Linked DNA regions of Drosophila melanogaster: region 2 is linked to region 1. Evidence: chromatin contacts called from public Hi-C data. All regions are on one chromosome and are shown on one strand. The core of a region is the stretch at or near the end of the contact, and the rest is flanking DNA. Distances in the headings are between cores, read along the strand shown. Region 1 holds the start of caup (caupolican). Region 2 holds the start of lncRNA:CR43431 (long non-coding RNA:CR43431).

The links. A called contact is a pair of places that touch in the nucleus more often than the background predicts.
Region 2: a contact with region 1 is called in a Hi-C map of the Kc167 cell line, with 3 times the contacts expected there. A contact is called at or near these places in 44 of 107 Hi-C or Micro-C datasets (the Clone 8 cell line, the D17-c3 cell line, the Kc167 cell line and 13 more) and 2 of 7 datasets of targeted methods (both in the Kc167 cell line).

The regions. Positions count from the first base shown.
Region 1 is chr3L:12,607,010-12,614,214 of dm6, reverse strand. caup (caupolican) reads right to left here and starts at 4,584. Exons shown (of 5, transcript NM_079322.3): 1 at 3,396-4,584. The coding sequence starts at 3,446.
Region 2 is chr3L:12,650,141-12,657,345 of dm6, reverse strand. lncRNA:CR43431 (long non-coding RNA:CR43431) reads left to right here and starts at 4,256. Exons shown (of 4, transcript NR_048272.2): 1 at 4,256-4,509; 2 at 6,541-6,593; 3 at 6,648-6,768; 4 at 6,836-7,205.

The DNA of each region.
Region 1 (7,205 bases), core at 3,335-5,834:
AAACCAACAGATACAAGAGCATAAAACCTAAACAAGCTGGAATAAAGCGGGCGAATATTCATTGACCGTAATTCGGTTGAACCGGCATGGACATCGTGTAAATCTCTATCTCTGCCTTTGATGTGCCCACATCCATATACGCATCCAGATGCAGTTCCAGATGCACAGATGCAGATACGTATCTGCAGATACCTTTACCGATACCGCTACAGATGGCCACCCGCACCCATTGGGGCCAAGATGTTGGTGGAGCTGGTGCCGTCACTTTACGGTTATTAATTTTATGATTTATGTTAAAGCTCACGAGTCCGCCTACCAACTCCTGCCTACCCCCCTCCCACCCATTGCCAATTCACGAACGCACGAGTACGATATGGTTAGGATGGTATGGTATGGTATGGTTTGGTATGGTATGGGATGGCATGGGATGGCACGGTATGGGATAGTCAAGACAAAGGAGATCGGCATTGTTGTGGTTATTGGGTGCTGCTGTTGTTTCTGCTACCGCTGGAGATGCGTTTATGGATTTGGTTTTTGCACTCCTAACAACAACGACGATTGTGAAACAAAAGCTATTGGCCTGGGCTTGGTTGGTTAGTTGGAGGGGCTTTCCTTCAGTTGGGCGGGTTGGGGGGTTGGCTTGACGCCAGGCCAGAACAATAAGCGAAAATATGAGAATCCCAGCTCGGCGACAAGGAAGCTGAAAATGCGAAGGAGTCCCTACAAACAAACACATGTTCGCATTCGAGTTCGCAGTCAGTCCTCCTCTTGGATTTGGCATATTCTCACATTCATCCGCAGGATTGCGTTGCCAAGCGAGTATGCCATATTCATACAGATACCCAGGCCCACTTTAAAGGGTGCACTGGGAAAAAATAATACTACAAAAAATCATATTAAATCCTGGACTACATAGCTGAAAGAGTTCAATAGTATGAAAAGTCTAACAATTCTCACTTTCTAGTTTCTAGATACATTTAACAACTGCTATTTTACTGAATAAATTAAGATAAAATCAATTGAATTTATTTAAATATCTATATAGAACTTGTAGAAACATTACTTAAACAAAAACCTTCCTGAATAAGAATTTTTAAAATGAATTAAATTTATGTAGAATTTATGTTTGTTATCTAAATAAAAGGTATGGATATAAGTTTTATGGTAGTGAACAGCTAAGTTTACCGATTTATGCTTCTATTTCGCTTCTATGTCATTAAAATAAATTTGAGAATAAGCCCCTACCAATTGCCCACATTTTTTCTCGCCGTGCATTGAATGGCCAAAGGGACTGGCTCCAAAGTGCGTTTTTGCTAATGCGAATAAGTTGCTCGGTTTTTTGTGGGGCTTGCTTATTGAATTAAGTTGGGGCGCAGAATACTATGGTTCGCAGTGGAACAACTCTTTCGCAACTCAACTGCGGTCTCAATGTTTGCATTAAAAATTCATAAATCAATTATGGAATGCACACTGCGAAATATTAGTTTTTTCTCGCATCATTTACGGGCTTGTCCTTTTGCGTCCCAATGGAGATGGAGATGGGGAATTTGGGGGGGCTTCAGATGGAGCCTATGTGAATCCAGGACTCGACATCGTCGCGCACTTTTTGCTGCCTTAGAATTTTAGTTATTTTGCCATGAAATGCGTGAACAGCTCGCATGGGAAGTTAAGAATTCGATGTGCGATGTGCCTGCAAGTTCTTTTGCTACTGCCAACTGTCAGCCGTTGATTAAATTTATATATTGTCGTTTTTTTTTATATTTGGAATGCCGTCTTGGCGTCGAAATTAAAATTAAATTAATGAGAACCCGAGTGTGTGCACTGCATAAATTTGGCACCCGAATGCCATATCAACTGACCAGTCTTTCATTGGTGGCTTAGTCGCATTTAGTGGCTTTTAGTGGCTTTAGTAGACGTATGCAAATGAGCCGAAAACGATGACAAAATTCTGTTGGCTCTTAATCGATTGCAAGGCAAAAGGCTTTTTGCACATCTCCAGCCATAATTATAGTCGATAATCTGAACGTTCATTATTTTAATTATTGTAATTTACCAAGTTTGCATATTATAATAAATGGTGCACCACTCCGCCGGCGGCTTCATTAGCATAAATTTATGCCAGCCACCGTGGTCAGGAATATTGTATACATACACACATATATACATATGTATATATATAAATGTACATAAATTGGCAGCAGGATAAACGCACTAGCATTGACGCATTTGACCACATAGTAGTCGTTGAACATGGCTTACACAGGCATTGCAAGGGCTTTGTAGCTGCAAGTGTTTCACTTCCCCCCGTTTGGGCCAACTAATTTGAATTACTGAGCTCCGAATACCGGGTAATTATGACCAGACCTCGGACGATGCACTGCCACCGGAATGCCCCACCAGACCCCCCCCTTCGGTTACCAGCGATTTGCATCCAAGGCGGTGACGGCTGTCCTAAATTGTGAAACATTTCTTGGCGGCGGGGCGGCCATTATGGCTATATCCGCATATATATATATATATCTATATATATATGTATGTATATATATAGGGATCCAGGAGCCCCAACCGGTGCCAAAGTGCTTGAATATTCATGTGCAGTGGCTGCTCCCCAAACCCGCCGGCTTAATATGTAAATTTAAAGTTATTTCGCACCGTCCATTATTAAAGATTTCCCTTTTCGCACATGCCAAAATATTCAACTGACTCAGTTTCTGGTTTTATGAAACATCTTTTGTGTGTGTGCCAAATATTATTTTAGTCCGCACTAAATAAATAGTATATTCAAGTGTCTCTTGAAATGATTAAGTTATGGCTGCATATTGAAATGGCACAGCTGTAAATCAAAATATAATAAATACATATAACGAAATTAATAAATTTAATTTCATGGCCAATATAAATTGTTATGACTAAGCCATCTGTTTTAAATTTAAATTTAAGGCACCCAGTAGCAATAATTCAGAAATTTGCTCTTTCAACTGGTTTTTCGCATTCTACTCAATTTAAATCAATGTATTTATAAATCTTCAGATTCTATTCACAATAATTATTGTAAGCAAAGTGCTCTTTATAATATGGTATTTATGGCCTTCAGTTTGAACACAAATTATGAGATTACAAAAAAAAATTTGGATAAGGTTTTTAATTGATTTGGAATTTGTTACTTTTAAAATTGAATATATTATTGACAAAATCTAAAGGGAGCAACATTTTCAAAGCAAATATAAATGTATATATAAGATACAATATTGGATCCATACTAAAAGATTCCTTAAAATTGTTGTCTGTGCTAAATAACCGTTTAAAACTTAAGTTAAGTTTGCTTACTAATCAATACAGACTTAAAAAAAACGGTTAACTGTTAATCTCTAAACAAACCACCGGCATAAACCCACCTGATTTGCCGTCGGGTAGCCAGCGTATCCAAACTGCGCATATGCAGCCATTGTCTCGCTGGCTGAGTTGGCCTAAAGAGCGGCGACACGCGAGTTCACTGTGCCGGGGCTTCACTGTGGGGCGTCCCTCGTTGTTTGCTTGTTGTTTTCTTATTTTTTTTTGCGATTGCGGATGCGGATGCTGGCGGAGCCCTCGAAAAAGGGGTGGCCAAGGATGTGGGGATGGTGTTGGGTGCTTAAGGGAGGTTCAAGTGGGTGGCCAGTGGGTGGTTGGGTTGGGTGGCTGGGCGGATTTGGCGTGCGTGCTCGACGGCTAAGCACTCTGGGCGCTTTTGTTGTTTGCTGGCTTGTTGGGTGTTGTGCTATTGTTGTTGTTGCTGCTGCTGGCTGGCCTTGTTGAAAATTGATAAAACAAATTGTCGATGTCGAGCAGTTCTGTTAATGTCGCCGGAGCCGGAAAATGTTTTGTTTGTTTTGTGTGACTTTGCTGTTTTATTTCGCTCGTCCGTTTTCATCCGTTTTAACTTGATTTTTATTGACTCTGTTTGACTCTTTGGCGGCCGGTTACCAAAATGGTTAAAAAAAGACACACACAGACGACAGCCGGGCAAAGCAAATTGGATTCAAGTGTTTGCCGCAAACAGATTTACAAATGTACGCGGCTCTTCAGTCTTCGGTCAAAAGAATGTGTCAGTTTGGTTTGCGAGTTTACCCACTGATTGGTATTTCAGTTTTTTCCACACTGTATCGAAATTTTTTAAAGTCAGCTTAGGAAACTTTTTGATATGTGATCCATAATAATAAACATAGTTTCGAATTTATGGCGAGTTTCTTTTGATATTTAACGAGACATTTCTAGAGAGGTTTGCCTGTCTTTTCGGGTCCCTTTTTTTCGTATTTACTTTTATCATAACTATTGCACGCACTTCATTATCTACGTCGGTTGCATCTGCCGATCCGATCCGCTGGCAATGCTCCAGTAAAAACGGGTTCCGTTCCAACCTGTCAGCGGTATCTCCACGGTGACGACGGCAGTGACTGCGACTCAATAACCGACTGTGACTTATCCGGTGACTGTAACTCGTTCGTCGGTACTTTCGTTTCGGCCTTTTTTCGAGTTTACTGGGCGACGCGGCGGAGATGCCAAGATGCGAAGATGCGCACCTATTCGCGTTTCGGAACAAACTGTTTTTCGGCCGCTCAGCGAGCAGCGCGGTTGCGTGTGACAGAGATGGCAGCAGCGATGTAAACGGGATGGCTGCAGGGCCGCGAGAGAGCCAGCCAGTTAGGAGCTCTCCCATTGGCCAGCGTTCCAATCAGACTGGCAGCCACGAGCAGCAGCCTTCTCGCTTGCACGTCTGTGAGTGGTCTGGTAACGAGTGAGAAGGGTAGACTCTCTGGGGCTGTTGTTGCTTTGTTCGTTGAGAACGCCCACCTCCAAGCACTGGAAAGTAAGTCGACGCTCTCTTTCTGCCGACCCCTCTCTGTCGACGTTGGAAGCGATTTCATGGCGGACCACGATCGAAAGGCTTCCCAATTGGATATTGTAGCCAAAGTTGGCTAAGAATTTTCCGATTTTGATAAAAAAGTACAATACAGAAATAATTGGAAAAACTAGAAAAGAGTTGCTGAAGATTTGCTATCATAATAACTGGTCAAAATACGTCTGGGCATACATTCGTGGGAAGAATTGGAACATTTTTCTACAATCTCAAAAAATCAAACATTAATTTAATTAATTAAATATAATGTTTAAGAAAATTTGCAGGCATATAAAGATATGTTTTTCAAGACGAGTGGGTATACAATCTCTTTAATATTGAGTAGTTTAGTGTTTTATTTGATCCGCTTCCAATTATTCTTTGAAATTTTAAAAGAGAATTTTCAATATTAAAATAACAAAAACATAAAACCTTTTTTATAAGCCCAGCTGAAATAAATATAATCTATGTCACATCAAACTACAAAAAATAACATACAGCAAACAAATATAAGCATGTTTTTATATTTTAATAAACATATTTGCTTTTCTATCTTGGCTCCCAATAAACAAAAAGTTTGATATTTTAATGTGCATTTAAATTTTGGGTGGTGTAAGGACTTGGAAAATCTAAAAAGTAATCAAATTAAATTATTTTAGAAGGTCTGCAAGTATATAAAGCCAAAATCTAATTTTATTTAAGAAAACTAATCCGTACGTTATTGGTAACATCAACAACATTTAATCATTACAGTGTGTGTGTGTTTTTTTAAAAATAGCTTGATATATGCATTGTACATTTCCCATAAAAGTGCTTAATGCTCCAATATCTCAAGGCCAAATCACGAAAATCGCAGCTAATTGGGACTAGCTAATCGTAACAAGATACCGAAATAGGAGAAAAAACAAACAAACAATCCGATTCCATTCGATCCAAGGAAGGGGGCGTGGCCGGTCCATTTGAGGGTCCTCGAGTCGAGTGCGTTCTAATTAATGGTATGTGGAGCGGGCGGGGTGGGGAGGGGAACTGAACGTTTTTGGGGAATTTTTGTAAAATGAGTATTTTGATGTTTTGGGGTGTTAACGCGCTGCCATTTATTATAAATGCGAGTGCATCTCAAAGTCAAAAGAGACGCACATGTGGCACTTTTTTCGGTACTTACAAACGAACGCATATGTAAATGTGTGTGTAGCAATGTGTCATTTGCATAGGAAAATGAAAATGCACCGGGTATTTTTGGGAAAAGTGTCCGAATGCCCAAACTCCTGATCGGTACTCAATTTCTGGACGCTCTTGGCGGCGCCACGAAATTCTACACCCACTTCATGAGTCTGGGGATCTGGAATACGAAAGGATTCACATGAAAGAAATGCATTTGAGAATAAAGAATTCATCCATGAAATTTAAAATGTATGCTTTTAAAAATTGAATTTCTAAAGAGCCAAATTGTGATTGGTTTAAAAGTTGCAAATAGTTATTCTTCAATTGAAAACAACATAAATGCAATCCAATCATACCAAAACGTTATGTAAAGTAATCATATATTAAAACAATTTCTGAATCATCAAATAAGCAGGACTATACTCGTGTAATTTTTTAAGTTTCGATATTTTGAAGATACACAAGATGAACATTTCAAATAATCTATATATAATTTATATTTAGCATAATTATAAGCTTATATTAAATAAATACTAAATGTTTAAGAAAATATGTAAAATGAGTATCATGCTAATTGGAGTATATTTTAATTGAATCGAATGTTTTCTGCAGTGTTTACCTCCTTGAATCAATATCTCTGAGTGATTTGTTTGATGACTTCGGACATGTGAACTGTGGCACATGTCGCATATCCTTGGGAGCACGTAGCCCGTGCCCATAAGTGTCCTGATCCCAGGATTCCCATTGTCTGAGCTCTGCTTTCATTTAGTGCAGCACACACACTCGAACATTGCTCACTCGGTGGACAGGACATGCAGATTATATTGAAAACAATTTAAATGTAGATTTTGGCGTTAAGAGATATTATTCTTCGACGCCAGGTGCGTTGGTTCAGAGACACTCGCACACACACTCCAACAAATTTAACTGCTAATGTGTGTGAGTGAATGGGTGGGCGTTGAGTGGGTGGAATGGATACAGTTGCACAGAGAGTTGCAGGCAGAATATTCACCACCCCACCTCCTTCCCCAGAAAGGCTTCTTACTTAAGTGTTGTTTCATGTCACCTGGAAAGCATTTGGACATGAAATTGTCGCTTTTCAGTATGTGGCACACACACAGATACTCACACATACAGTTTCCTCTCGGCGAAAAATCTTCTGCCGCAC
Region 2 (7,205 bases), core at 3,007-5,506, 43 kb before region 1:
ATTTCGTATTGACGCAGTGCTCGCCCATTAAAATAAATCAGATATCTTATGAGAATTATTCCTACCCCTATAAGCGAATATTTACAGAACAGCTGAAACATTTCCATTGATTTTGGCATAGCCACATTTAGCCAACCCCCATTTCATCTGCGTCATCGGAATTAATTCACAGCAGCAAACATACTCATTTCGATTTAATAACCGAGAGCTGCACTTCTTTCTGAATGAAAACTCAGCGCTGAACTTTCCGCAGTGTCGATGTCAGCAAAGTTAATTGATCAAGCCCCCCAACGAAAGTACAAATATACAAACACCGTGGCCCAAAAACGCTGAGATCGAGCTTCAATAGTGAGGCCAATAAAAAATTCAAAAAAAAAAAGTTCCTAAAAAGTGGCAATCCGAACGAGAAACGGAAATTGACTATTGGCTAAGCGACTGGACGAATATGTTTAAATATGACTATGGTAATCTAAGTAATTCAATTAATGAGAATGCATTTATCATTTAATAAGATACACAGCTCGCTTTTCTGCACTTTTCAATTAATTAAGCCGATAGCATCGGGCGGTTTAAGGAAATGAATTTTATCGGCTTATGCATTCATATTCGCCGCGATATTATATTATTAAATTTCTTTTGGGTAACAAAAGGGCGCCTGTGCGCCATCTTATCGCTGTCAAAGAAAGCCGCCACCGAAATCCAGACGGCGTTCAAAGTGCAGAAAGTTACGGATTTGTGGTTCTGACTCGAGCTCGAGTAGCTGACAGATACATATTTCAGCCAGCTGGAAATCCATAGAAATTAATTGCCGAACGTATGGACATGACACGGAAGATCACGAGACCGAGAGAATGAAATCGAACTATTAATCGGCGCACAAGAGTGGCAAACATCTATTAGGCGTTTAATTAAAAGTTTCGCATGAACGGTTGAGTCGCTTGCCTTTGTTGCCATTGCCATAGATAGTGGCCAGGGAGTGGGAGGAGGAGGCTCCTCCACCACACCCCTCCCTACCCCTAATCCTGTACTGTGATGCCCCATGTCCGATGTCCGATACTTGGACAGAGTGTCAAATTCGAGCATTTCAAGTTACCGCTTCAGATAGCGGCGAAGAGCAAACACAAATATTTGCCTACAATTACTTACCGGCCGGATAGATAGTCGATAGTCCGTGGTCAGTTGGCCGGATGAGACAATGGCTGTGGCATCGGTCTTGGTCTTCGTATCTCCGTATCTTCGTACTCGGCCCAGAATGTCCGTGTGTATTGGGCTATCTAGCCGATGGTCGATGGCCGATGGACGTGTCGGCGGAGGCGCTCCGAATAAATACGGCAATTAAAATCCGATGGACAGATAGTAGAGTCGATCGGAGCATGAAGTGGCTATGGCGACAGGCAGGCGATCAATACGCCCAACCACCCACGATTAAAACATTTATCCCCCTGTCATCGAATTCCTCAATTTTACACTTGAAATAAATATTTCGAAGTTTCAAGTAGACAAAGCATTCGACGTGAGAATAAGCTATTACTCTTCAATGAAACACCAAAGATGGAAGGTCATGCTGAAGATATTGTATCTGAAGGATATTTAAACACACAAAAGCAGTTCGAATTTGATTAAAATGTCGCCCTTTTACTTTTTCCACAAGCTATATATAACAAATGCCCTTCTGAAGTATGTGCTCCACACTTTCGTTAAAATAAATCGTCATTAAGCCCAAAGTGAAATTGATTATGTCGATGGGGGCAGGACCCAACCCCTTTTTGTTCGATTTCAATGCGGACAACGTCCGCATGGGCTCTTGCCCATGGAATCAACGTTAATTAGTGCCAAAGGATAGACGCTCCACATGCCCGAAACCCATCTCGAAATTGCAACACCTGTCCGATGGTCGAGCGGTCACCTGGCGGCGATGCGGAAAGTCAGTGACTATGTAATACACTGTGTTTTGGTCAGCCTAACCGCACGGACTACACTCATCCGATTAAACTTTTAAATAGATGTCAAACAAACTACATTCTGCTAACTACAAGGACTTTCGATGTCATCGTCCAGGTTCCACTCGCCAGGTTCGTCGATGTCTTAGGCCTGTCCGTATATCTATATCTCCACCAATGTATATCCATATCCACATACACATGCCCCCAGTGTCAGTCTCATCGGCGGACACATACCGTGTCCAGTGTCCTTGTGTGCTATCCTGGCCGAGTGTTGGCCATTCAACCACCTATGTTGCCGGTCGGTTGGGGTCGTGACGGACAAATGTCCGAAATTTGAAACTTTAAATAGCAGTCTTTCAAGCATGTTTTCGGAGAGTAAGTAGTCCGTGTGGTCCGTGGGTCAGAGGTTGTCTACCGGATTGGGGGGCGGAGACCTCTGATGATGAGCCGGGCTTGGAAATTAGTTCTGATTTACCACTGTTCCAACAAAATGTCAGGCGGTGTGACAAGGATTGGCTTTTTGGGGCACATGTCGCAGTCTGTGTGCGTATCGTGTAAACATTGCAAAGGACCACACCTGCCGAAACACGTGTACATAATTGAACGTGCTGGATAGTTTATGGAGCCTATTAACTAACTTTCAGGCACTGGGCTTACAATTTGTTTATGGAGATTATTGTAAATGAGCGTTAGAGAGCTTTAAAAGTTAGGAACTACGCCGTTAAACAAACACTACATAAATTTAATGATAAATATTATTGGTAACTTATGTTCCTTCTTTCAATATCCTTTGTTTTTAAGCTGAAAAATTTTTTATTATTTTATTTATTTTTTGTAATGTGCTATTTACGTTTTTGACGTGTATAGTTAAAAAAAAACTTTAGCTTAAAGCAAGGCAAACTTATTTACTGTAATTTTCACTTTACTTTGATTTTCCAATTGACACATCACATTCTTCTTCTTCTAAATGTCAAACAGTCCGCCGAGCAAGCTGTCGTTCACAATATTCACAACAAATTTATCTTCCCCCAAAACTGGAATATCAGTATCCAATGCGATTGGATAAGTTTGCCCTCTTTAAGTGACAGCTTCTCTTAATAAAAATGAATTATCCAACATCCAAAGGCGCGACGCAAACAATTTGTTTCGCTTTCAAATGAAACAATTAGACTCTAATTTTAGACTTGTGCGTTGAACAAGTCAATTTTGTATTCCGAAATATATTTTTTGGGGCGCAAGTGACAGTGTGTGATAACTGAAAAATAAATTGGAAGATACAAAGAATGGTTTCATCCCTTACTAAGAGCAGGGCCACATTTTTAAAAAAATACAAACGAATCGAGTTCACCAAGTTAAGTTAAATAATCATCATTGTATTTTTTAGGTTTACTTTACTGTAGTATAGATTGATAAATTAAATTGATAACAGTAGATATTTCAAATATTCTTCAACAAATATATATATTATTTGTATAAAAATAGCATGGATTGAAATTGGCATGATTTCAACGAGTTCCTTTTGCCAGCAAAGTTTGAGTTACTAATTTACATTTCGGTCAATAAAGTTCTTGACGTTCTTTGAGTCATATTTTTTAATTATATTAGTTTCCAAAACCATTTAGAAAACACTTGGTAAACAGCAGTTAAAGCATACACACGAGTTGACGAATTCGTTTTGCTTGGCGGCGCACAGTGGTTTCAATTGCCGCTTTGGGGTCATAAATCTGCGACGCAAAGTGACACATATCGCAGATCAATATTATCGTTGGGCTTTGGGCACTTAACCCCCGGTTACGAGCACACACATTTACATGTGTTTCGAGCGATTTCGAGTGTATACAAATGTCTCTTTCTGTTACGACTCGAATCTAATACACTCCCAGGATCCATTAGAAGTGCAAAACACCAATTAAAGTTTTGCACGGATTACCAGAGGAGTGCAAAAAAAAAACACAAAAAAGCAACCAGTATCGTGGTATTACACTCTATCGTGTTTGTATTCGTTGAGGGGAACGGAAAGGCGAGTGCGAGCGAGACGGTTGCCATCCTACAGTCGTCTCGTTCGCTCTCGTGCTGTGCAGGCCGCAGATAAATGCGCAGCCATTTTTTAACGGGCGGAGCCTAAATAACGGAAGCGCTTGGGACTTTCTGGTCGGGTGGAAATAGTGGGAAATTTTGTGTAGTACGGGAATTTCCCTGACTGATTAGCCAGCTGTGCAGAATCGCTGAGTTTTCCGTGAAAAGTCGAAGAGACTGCGCGCTTTTCGAGGCAATTTTCCCGAGGCAATGCATTTAGAAAAGTCGAACCATCGGCTCCGTGTGCAGTGCTTACGGAAAAGCTCGCGAAGTCCCCGAAAAAGCTCGGGAGGGAAAGCTTGTGCCGCTTTTGCAGATGCAACTTGGCAAGTCAAGCTGCTGCACCTACTACGAACGTTCAAAATGGCGGCTCTGTCGGCGAAATGCCGATAAATCAAAGTTTCTCATTTTAAAAATGCCAAGTGACCACCGCGCCATCACACAGCAGCGGGCACTAGAATAGGGATGGTACTTTTCCCTGACAGTTATGGTGAGTTTGGGTCGTAAAGAATGAAACTTATTTGTGATTTGGTTTGCTTTATTTTTCAATACATAATAAGTACTACAGTCCCACTTATTGGCTATCCTTAACAAAAGAAGAAAGTAAAATCTATTAGAAGATATTAATATATTATGTTGATCGTATGAGCCTCGTTTTAGTTAGCCATCATTTAGATTTTGTCCGCAACTGTGGGTTCTTTTGCGGCATCAAGTGGCTGGTGACTGGTGACTGGGGAGCGGCATTTCATCAGAGGGAATTAATCAGAGCAGATGAAGCGACAACCGAAAAATAACGACGCGGCATCTCCCAAAGAGCCGGCCGCTGCTTATCTCCTCAATCTGAATCGCCGCAGCCGGCTTTTTAGTGCGTGTCCCCCGATGGTTGGGACGCTCGGATGCCGAGATGCATCCCATTTGCAGTGTATCTGTATCTGTATCCGAAGGTGTGTGATCCGAGGAACTGGCGCTTGGAGGCGACAGCAGCGGAATGTCACCGGGGATCCGATCCAGAGACCCTCTTCTCACCGTTTTTTTTATGTTTTTGGTTTTTCGTATTTTTTTTTTATTTTACTGGCCATTCATATCCCCGAGCATCCATCAAACGCGCGCCCGTTCATGTCAAATTATAAAATCCGAAAAAATTTAAATCTAATTTTGCCGCAACGCCGGCCGAGGACCATATTCAAATAGCTAATGGATTTTACTTTGTCCTGACAAGTACAAGCCCATTTAATCAATAATTAACGTAATCCATCAAGTACAAAGTGTCAAATGCACTCGCGAGCGACGACGAGCCCATCAGGCCTAAAAGGATTTCCAGCGAAAAGCGCATCGCGTTAACAAAAAATCAAGTTGTCGCAAAGATACACGAAACAAATCCGCGCCCGTCCTGTCACATCTGCATGTCGAAAAACCAGCAGACCCATCAGAACCCAAGTTTATAGCCAAGCAACCCCTAATTTTAACCCCTGCCTGTGCCGTCTGTCACTCTCGAGATGTCTGGGGGGGTGGGGGGTGGAATAGGCATAAAGCAGCGGCGGCAGCAGGAGCAGCAGCTTATCTAAGCCGAAAAGTCGACCCTGATCAACCACTTGCAGAGCAGACCCCTTACACGTAGATAGCCCTTGTTGTCCAACTCCAAATGGGTATCAAACTACAAATGTCCATTTTTCAATTTACCTGGCCCTTACGCACTGCGTACCACTCCCCCGCACTTTCCCACTGCCACATTGAATCTGAAATGGAATGATATACGGACAGGGGACGGGAAGCGGACAAGCATACGGACAAACAAACGGACAAACACCCACCGAATCGCCCTATAAATTAGCCCTCGGCCGTTGACCAGTTGGTTTTGCTGGCGGCCAAAAGACCGTGAAATTTTCCCAATATGCTGCGTTTTATTTGCGTTTCCCGCCCTGCACTCATCCTCATCCTCATAGCACTGGCCATATACCATATATATCCCATGCCATATCCCATATCCCATATAAATTGGGCATTGGGAACTGTGAACTGGGCACTGCTCGCATTTAAATGGACAGCCCGTTTGACGTATGAATAAATTATGTTCTGGCCCTCGGAGCCCGCACGATCGATTCTTCGGCTAGTTAACATAATTTTTAAAGACAAAGGCTACGCTCCACATATTATCCACGGCCAAAAGAAAGGGCAAGTTGACATCTCTGCGCTTCGATGGGGGAAATTTATATGCCGCAATTTGTCAATTGTTGCAATTTATCTTTGTGTGCTCGCATCTATTTATACAGTTTTATTTCCCAAAGAATAGCCCCTCATAAATAATTGAAATGTTTGTTTATATATATTCCTGGGGAGTGAGACTGCCGATTAAGGATTTGAACATCAGGTAAAATGATAGCAATGGAATTATGCATGCAAAGAAAGCCGTACTTAAATGGAAGTTTAATGAACTGTTCTTAACAATATTCAGTATTGAAATATGTGTGACTGGATCACAATATAAAAATCATATTTATACTTATAATATATATTCTTGCAGAAACATGACGACAAGTGCCCCACTCAATCATCAACAAACAAGTCGTGTTAAAGGTTTGTTAATGGTTCAAAAACTGACTTCGAATTATAATCTACCTAATATTTCAGTGACTTATCCTTTCATGTATACATTTCCCTGAAATTGCCTGCCTTAAAGGGGATGCGACCCGAGGCACTCAGCCATCGAAAAGTTATTGCAACCCGATCCTGTGTCGCTGGATGTACATAAGTAAATGAGCTTTAAAATAATTTAGCTATCTCTTAAGCACATGTGTTTGTTTGTTTTCCATTCCCAGATACCAGATACCAGATACCAAATACCAGTTCCAGTTTCCGCCGATCGAGTCCAAGTTCATTGGGAATAGGGAGTGTGGAATGGGCGATGTCCGGCCTGACGTTTATGAAAAGCCATCGCAGCATCAAAGCCAATTAAGATACTGGTGGACATACATACAAGCTCTAAAGGAATACGCGGCTAATTTCTGCGACAAAGCCGACAAACGATCGAATTCGAGTTGGAGATGGAGAGTCTTGGGGCACACAAGAAGAAGCGGCACTTTTGTCGCAAACACAGGCCATAAAATTAAGAACTCTGATTGGTAACAAATGTTTTTGTTCATTCGAGTGATAAAAACGTAGCGAACCGAAAAGATATAAAGTTCTCTT